Linked DNA regions of Rattus norvegicus: region 2 is linked to region 1. The links are chromatin contacts, called in public Hi-C maps. All regions are on one chromosome and are shown on one strand. The core of a region is the stretch at or near the end of the contact, and the rest is flanking DNA. Distances in the headings are between cores, read along the strand shown. Region 1 has its middle 99 kb from the start of Nedd9. Region 2 holds the start of Nedd9 (neural precursor cell expressed, developmentally down-regulated 9).

Region 1 (3,564 bases), core at 641-3,140:
ACTGGATGAACACTAACTGAGAAGTTTTCACCTTCCAAGGATGGAGAGATTAAATAGGCCAAAGCAATCATTAGATACAGTAGACTGTGTTAAGCAGTGATTAGGGCCTGGAGGAAGCTTAAAAGTGGACTCTATGTAAGAGAGACTTTAGATAAGAGATCCTGGTACCCCTGCAGGCCTAGGTTCAGAGCTTAAGAGAGCAGGTGCTGAAATTGTATTTGAACAATACAATACCTGCAGTGGCAGGTGACAAACTAGGGACAGTGCCATGAGAGTAACCTTGAAACTGTCTCCATTTCATCTAATCAGAGCAGTCTTCTGAGTTTAGCTAAAAGCACCTTCCACCAATGCACTGGCTTCATGCTCTATTGACATTTACAAACCGATGCATGTTGTGCTGTGTGTGATCTACTCAGAGAAAATCCCACCCTGTTTCTACGGGCTTGAAATGGAGGTCACAACCATTTCTCCTCCCCTGGAATGTCTCCTTGGAAACTGGAGGGCAGAGGACAGGAGGACTACAAATGATATCAGTCTTGGCAATTGAGTTCCCCTTAGACTTGAAGCCACTGTCCTCTATGGCTGAGACAAGGCAGCAGGCATAGCCTGGTTCTAAATGAGGAGCTAAGGTGGGTGGGGTTGGTGTAGACATAAATTTTTGCAACCTACTTTTAATAAGGCTTCTCTTCTAGCCCACCACCCAGCAGAGGCAGTGGAAGAAAAAAGTTAATAGGATATGAGGGAAGTGAACCTGTTCAGCCATAGTTCTTTGGGGGTGAACTTGATCTTCTTTGGCCGCAGTTCAGTCCTAAGCAAACACCAAATATGACTCAGCAGCTGCAGAGCAGTTCTCTAGACAGGCAGACACCAGGCACAAACCAACAGCTTCAGTCCAGGCCTCTTGGCAAGCAGACACTGGGCAGCTGTAGTTCCAACCTGAAGAACACCAGGCTCGCCAACCAGCCTGAGGCAAGCAATGGTGGTGTTATCACAAGTTGAGCCCAACAACAGCTTTGTGAAGTGAACCAGTACATAGGTGTCATTAGGGAAGAATAGGGGGGTGAAGTAAACCAAACCGAAGGTCAATACCCATCTCCCACTGTCCGTGGGGTCAGAGTCATACTCCTTCATCAAGTGTCCTTTCACGTGTCTGTTATATCCACACACCGTTTCACCTGTGTGCTCCAGCAAACCATCATTTGATGTAACTAAATTTTCTAAAGAACTAGAAGTTTCTACTTCAGATGGTTGTTTCTGCAAGACCCCCAGAAGAACACACACGTAGGCACAAACACACACACACACACACACACACACACACACACACACACACAATGGTTATTATGCTCACACCTGCTATTTTGGTGTCCGATCTCTATATATTCCTCTGCTGTCCTGAACTCCAAAGTCACCTCTTACACAAATACCTGGAAACCCTGAAGTCCCGTCCCATCATGTGAGACTGCATATTGTCAGCACAAGTCACAAACGGCATGGTCTCTCCCTGTGCAGTTTTCTTGGCTCAGGTTGAAAGCGTTAATCAGCCTGTCTTCTCTGGCTGTCATCCCCCTCCTGACTCCTCCCTGTGAAGTCTTAGATGTTCCCCCACTGGATTTCTTCATTCTCTTCCCTCAGAACCTTTGAGTTAACATTCATCTCACTCCCAGCTCCTAACCATACTCCCTGACCTCAGCTTCTTCCCAGGCCCTCTTCCCAGTCGCCCTCTTTCAGTCATGAAGAACCTTTTAAAAACTTTATCTGTCTTCATTAATATCACCCCCACTTCCATGAGAATTCCCCAGATTCCTTTTATACAGAAAGAGCTGGCTGCTGGCATTTATAACTAGAGTCAAAAGGCCTTGGAATGAGAAGTATGTGGACGCCCCCTCCTCCCACTCTGTCTCAATCCCTGATGTTTTCTTAAACACTGAATCTTTACCAGGAAGGAGCAGGCACTTATAAAAGGAGAGTGAGTAAAAACAAAGAAAAGAAAGGGCGTGTGTTTTGTGTGTGTGTGCTTCCCCACGTATGTATGTGTGTATGTGGAGACCAGAAGTCAACCTTGGGTGTGGTTGCCCGGGCCTCATGTCTCTCTAAGATCTGAAGCTTACCCAATTAGACTAGACTCACTGTTCCCTGAGATCCACCTGTCTCCACCTCTTCAGGCCTGGGCTTAGAGGCATGTGCTACAATGTCCGGCGGCTTTCTATGTGAGCACTAGGGACCAAACCTGGGTCTTCATGTTTGTGTAGAAAACACTTCACTAACTGTGCCGTCTCTCCAGCACCAAGTGTTGGGGTAGAAATCTCGGCTCCCGTCCCGACAAACCACACCAGGCCAACATGGTGTGGAAAGGTTTAATGAGAGAAGAAGAGTAGAAGAGGAGAGGAGTAGAAGCCGTCATGAGCACGTGGAGGGAAGAGGGGAGGGGAATGGGGAGAGAAGGGACAAAGGGGAAGAGAGAAAGAGCAAGAGGCAAGAGAATGAGGAGGGGGCAAGCAGCCCCTTTTATAGTTTCAGGCACAGCTGGCTGTTGCCAGGTAACTGTGGGCGGAGCATACCTGTCTGTTGCCAGGTAACTGTGGGGGTGGAGCTTAGACAGAATTCTAACACCAAGAGTGGTTTATTTTGGGGGTGGTGGGGAAGTGGAGGGTAGGGGAGGATGGTGAATGATGAACATGAAATAAATAAGAGACAAACTCTCCGTTTTCTGAGCTTCAGAGGCAGGAGAAGGGCTGAGGAGATGAGAGCTGTGAATCGCCTGATAAGAAGGCAGAGTGAGGTCACATGTCACAAGTGGAAATTTACTAAGAGAGGTAGAGATCAGAAACAGCCGGTGTCTTGCAGGAGATGACTTTGAAGCCACCCACACCAGGCTCCCGCGTGTGAGCTTGAAGATTGGACTCATTTTGCCAACAGTTTGCCTGGAACAGACCTGCCCTCACCCAAAACTCAATGCGGGCGCTCTGTTTTGAGGCATGTGCCACTTAGGACGGGAGTTTCCACGAGCTGCCCTCTTCTGAGCTTCTCCCCACCTTGAAGGCACCCTCTCTCCCCTGATAACCATCTTCAACGGGCTGTGCTTCAAGGAGAGCGGGCCAGGTGGATTGTTTTTCAGCTGTCTGGAATTTAAAGCTAAATGAGGTGCTGAACTCCAAGGCCCCCGTCATAATCTCGTAGGCACATTACAAGGGCTTATCACACATTTCAGAGCCAGAGATATGCCGGGCTTAAGTGTCAGGAGATAATGCACTTGAGCGCTTAAAAATATTGATGGCCTTCAAGAACCAGGAGGGGGGCTCGGGACAGTGGTGGCTGGGTAACAGATTAGCAGCGTGCTTGCCCCCAACTCCTGCCACTTAACTCCACTTCTTGGCCTTTCTCTACTCTAACTTCCTGGTTCCCTCCTTTCTTCTAACGAATAAAGCACAGAAAAGTATCTGTGAACATTTACTGTAAATACCAGAGTTCACTTCAGAGGCCAGCTGAAGCGCTTAACAAAGGCTGCCAACACTGTCCCCCGTTGCTGTGTGGTCTTTGACTTGTCCCTTGCTTTCTGGGCAA
Region 2 (3,564 bases), core at 793-3,292, 99 kb after region 1:
CTCAGAAGGGTTTAAAGGGAACATAACTGGAGCACAGTTACCTGTGCTACTTAAGCTGCGCTGAGATCACAGCGTAACATTTTAAGGGCGAAAACAGGAAAATAGATTGTTTGCTGCTTAAAATACTTGAATGGCTTCCTATCACACTCAAGGAAAACCCCTAGCTCTCTCCCCTGGCAGATGTGTACAGCATTACGCCCTTGCTTTTATAAGACTAACCTTGCAGAGTTAGGAAACGTGTGGCGATCTGAAGCAAGAAAGTCACCTGAGAGGGATCCAGCCCTCTCTCCGCCTTGAGAATGCAGTTTCACAAACGCCTGGCACAGGCTTTGGCAAACTGTTCTTGCAATGTTCAGATTGGATGACTTAGCCTTGCTTTCATTCATTCCTCTGAAGATGATTCAGCCTGGCTGCTAAAGAGACGCTCTCTCCATCTCCTGGGGGCCGGGACGCATCTTCTAGAGAAAAAGACCTTGGACTCTCTCACGAGGGTGAGTCTGCAGGGCTTGCCGAGATGAGCCTTCTACCACAATCTGCTTTGAGCCAAATCTGTGTCCAAAAAGACCTTGCAAATCACACAGGTTCCGTTCTGCTTTGAGGTCAAGAAGTGAAAGCCATGACCTGGAAGGGGCCTTAATAGGGATGTGTCAACTTCCCAAAGGTTGCCAGGGCACCTTGTAGAGCAAAATCAGAGCTGCAGCCAAACATAGATTCTATTGTCAATGTAAACCCTACTCCCCCAGACTACTTTTATGGGGTATCTGTTCTCCTGTGCTTTTTGTTTAAATCATTTATTTTCAAAAGTTTTAATCCATTGGGAATTTAGAGGGGGGAATGGGGAAGCAAAATTGATTCCGGTCCAGTTTAGTCAGGAAAAAAAAAGTAAGAACTGATTTTTTTTTCTCCCACCCGAGTCGTGCAGTCTGGCTGGAATGCATCCCAACTAGGGGATGGTCCTGAATGCTCTAAATGCTGAGGCCCAAGGAAAAGAAACGTCTGTCTTCTCCTGAGTGATTCTCTTTCTCTATAGAAATCTCAAAATGGAACCGCTCTACAAATCATGTCCTGGGCTTTGCCAGAGAGAAGCTGTTCCCTTTAAACAGGCTTATCAAACAGTAGTGTTTTCCCTGAATAATAAGTGTGAGTGGGCTAACGGGTCATTTGGGGGAGAGAGGTCAGAAGGAAAAGGCCTCAGTGTTCAATGCTGAATCTGGCCAGGCCAGCGGTCGGTCAAAGAGCAGAGAGTGCTGGGTGGACAGCAATGATGTATAGAGTGTGTTCTATAGAACCTGCATGGGTTTCTACCTAACCTTTATCCCCATCAAAGCCTGCCAAGATCTCTTAATGTGTCTGACACTTCTCTCTCTCTGAGGTCATAGCAAGATGGTGCAGGGAAAACCTGGTGCTTGCTCCTTTTCATTGAAGAAGAAATGTTTTGAAGCTCCTAGCAGGCTGACTTAGCAAAGTACTTTGAACACTGAAGAAGAAAAAAGCAGTCACAGAAAAGGGAAGGGAAAGAGAAAAGACAGAGGGAGAGAGAGTTATCAGCAGGGGTGGTTAGTAAAAAAAAGGGGGGGAGGGGATTGGAGACAGAAAACCTTTTGTTCCTCAAACTCGTTTCATGTAGAGATTGTAAGGTGAATGCCTTTGAAATGAAATGGGTTTATGAACTAGTTGCTAGGTCACAGGAAGCGCAATCCTCAGACTGCTTTGTGGATTTGGATTCTTTAAAACTTAGGTTATTCTCAGAAGGAACGTACCTCCTTTGTCTGGTTCCTATGTCTTTCCTCTTAATATTTTTATTTCGCGGGGTGGTTTGGGCTGCCTTCCCACTTTCTGTTTTCTCCTCCGCCCTTTTGATAACGTGAAAAGAAATGATCCTATTACACGCTCTTTGTCGGAGGGTTTCTGAAGTTAGAGGTGGGCGGGGTGGAGGCGTTACCTTCCCCCCTCTCACCAACCAATGGCGGTGAAACATGCAAATTAGGTCCGCGCTCTGCCGGTCTGGATCTGGACTGTGAGCTCAGAGACTCCGCAGTGCGCGGGAGGCGAACGTTCTCACTCCCATCCAGCCCTTTGCTCAATGGAGGGGCGGACACTGCAGTGTGACTAGATAGGACCAGGGCTCATCTGACCACCGCCGAGATGAAGTATAAGGTAAGAGTGCCTTTTATACAGTCTCCTGAGAGGCTGGAGGCAGCTGTGCGGGCTCCTTTTCCACCTTGACAACTGGGCAGGGATCCCTTGTGTGTCTGGTTTTGCTGAGCTGCGTCTGATCTGGTTTCCAGGGTTCCCTGGGGTGTACCCGCAAGCAGACGTGCGCTTTCAGATCCACCGGTTCTTGGTACACGATTCTGAAAGTTGCTGTGGGTAGCGGAAGGCAGTGGAGAAGAGTTAACCTAGCAGCCACAGCGGCCACTGGAGATCAGAAGGTGTCTAACTCGCCTCGCAGCAGGCAAGTCGCAGGTCGCTGCCTGACCAAAGCTGGCCTGGAGAGCCTTAATAAGAGAGAAGTCAGAACTGCTGAGGCTCTAACAGGCTCTAAAAGCATCTTTTCAGAATTTGCCTTAAGCACTTGATCTGGGAAGCTGTCTGCTCTAGGTCCTTTCGGTAGAGGCAAATTAAAAACACAGACGCTAATCATAGGGGCGATGATGGAGAATTCCCACATCCTTAGATAGTTTGATTTCGTGAATAAAGGGTGTTAGTCACTTCTGGATAACACTTTATTGGGGTTGAATGGGTCTGAAAATATAAAGGCTCCGGTTGGCTTATTTTCCCTGACGCTTACAGAATGTCCTGCTCATATTTGGCAACGCTATTTTCCACTGCATTTTGCACCACGGTTTCTGGGGTTACTCTTGGCAAAATGATTATGACTTGCTCAGCACATCCCGTCTAAGGAGGCAGTTTCCAGGGGACTTGGCACAGTAGCAGTTCATGGCAATGACTTGGCCTTAGGATCCCTTTTCTTATTTTAATGGTGAATAGGCGTGAGTCCTCGACTTTTAAAAGACAGTGTTATTACAAAATTTCATTTTGGTAAGGTGGCCTAACAGACCCAGTTAACTGACCTAGCTAGGGGGCTAACTTGGCTTCCCTCTGTGGTTTGTAGCCTCTGGCCCTTCCTTTTGGATAGATAGAGAGCTGTAAACACTTGCTAAAGTTAACAGTCACTAGTTCCAAGTCTATAAATCTTGTTCAAAGGCTGTGAACCGAAGCAAGAGTGATAGTTGTTGGGGAAAGTTCCCGCAGTCTCGAGACCCAGGTATCCATTGTCACCCCCTATCAGCTTTCCACTGCGTCCTACATCAGTGGGGAGGGGCGGAAGAAAGGATGGGTCCAGGAGTCAGTCAGAAAGACAGCTTTCTACCCAGGAGGAACAGAATCTTTTTGGAAGTGAGTCTCTCCATTGCTAAGACTCCTTGTTCATAACTGATGGGGCTACATGGTGTCTAGCCTGCAATGATTTTTTTCTTCTCCCTTTCTCCCTGTTTTTGACTTGAGACCGTGTTATAGAGACCGTGTTATAGAGAACAGATAAAAGATTGACTCTGGTCTATT

The links. Hi-C and Micro-C count contacts between places; a contact is called where the count stands out from the background.
Region 2: a contact with region 1 is called in a Hi-C map of the A7r5 cell line, with 2.8 times the contacts expected there. The contact joins the promoter of Nedd9 here to the enhancer-like site in region 1. A contact is called at or near these places in 5 of 12 Hi-C or Micro-C datasets (the A7r5 cell line, Schwann cells, kidney and 2 more).

Annotation. Positions count from the first base shown.
Region 1 is chr17:23,523,306-23,526,869 of GRCr8, forward strand. It overlaps a transcript of Nedd9 not described here. Among named protein-coding and RNA genes, the nearest start is that of Nedd9, 99 kb to the right of the region's middle. Within about 2 kb of position 1,891, at least 11 of the 93 cell types and tissues checked have an H3K27ac peak or open chromatin away from gene starts, as enhancers often do. A contact at or near this core is called in the A7r5 cell line, where this site is marked.
Region 2 is chr17:23,621,919-23,625,482 of GRCr8, forward strand. Nedd9 (neural precursor cell expressed, developmentally down-regulated 9) reads left to right here and starts at 2,043. Exons shown (of 7, transcript NM_001011922.2): 1 at 2,043-2,157. The coding sequence starts at 2,146.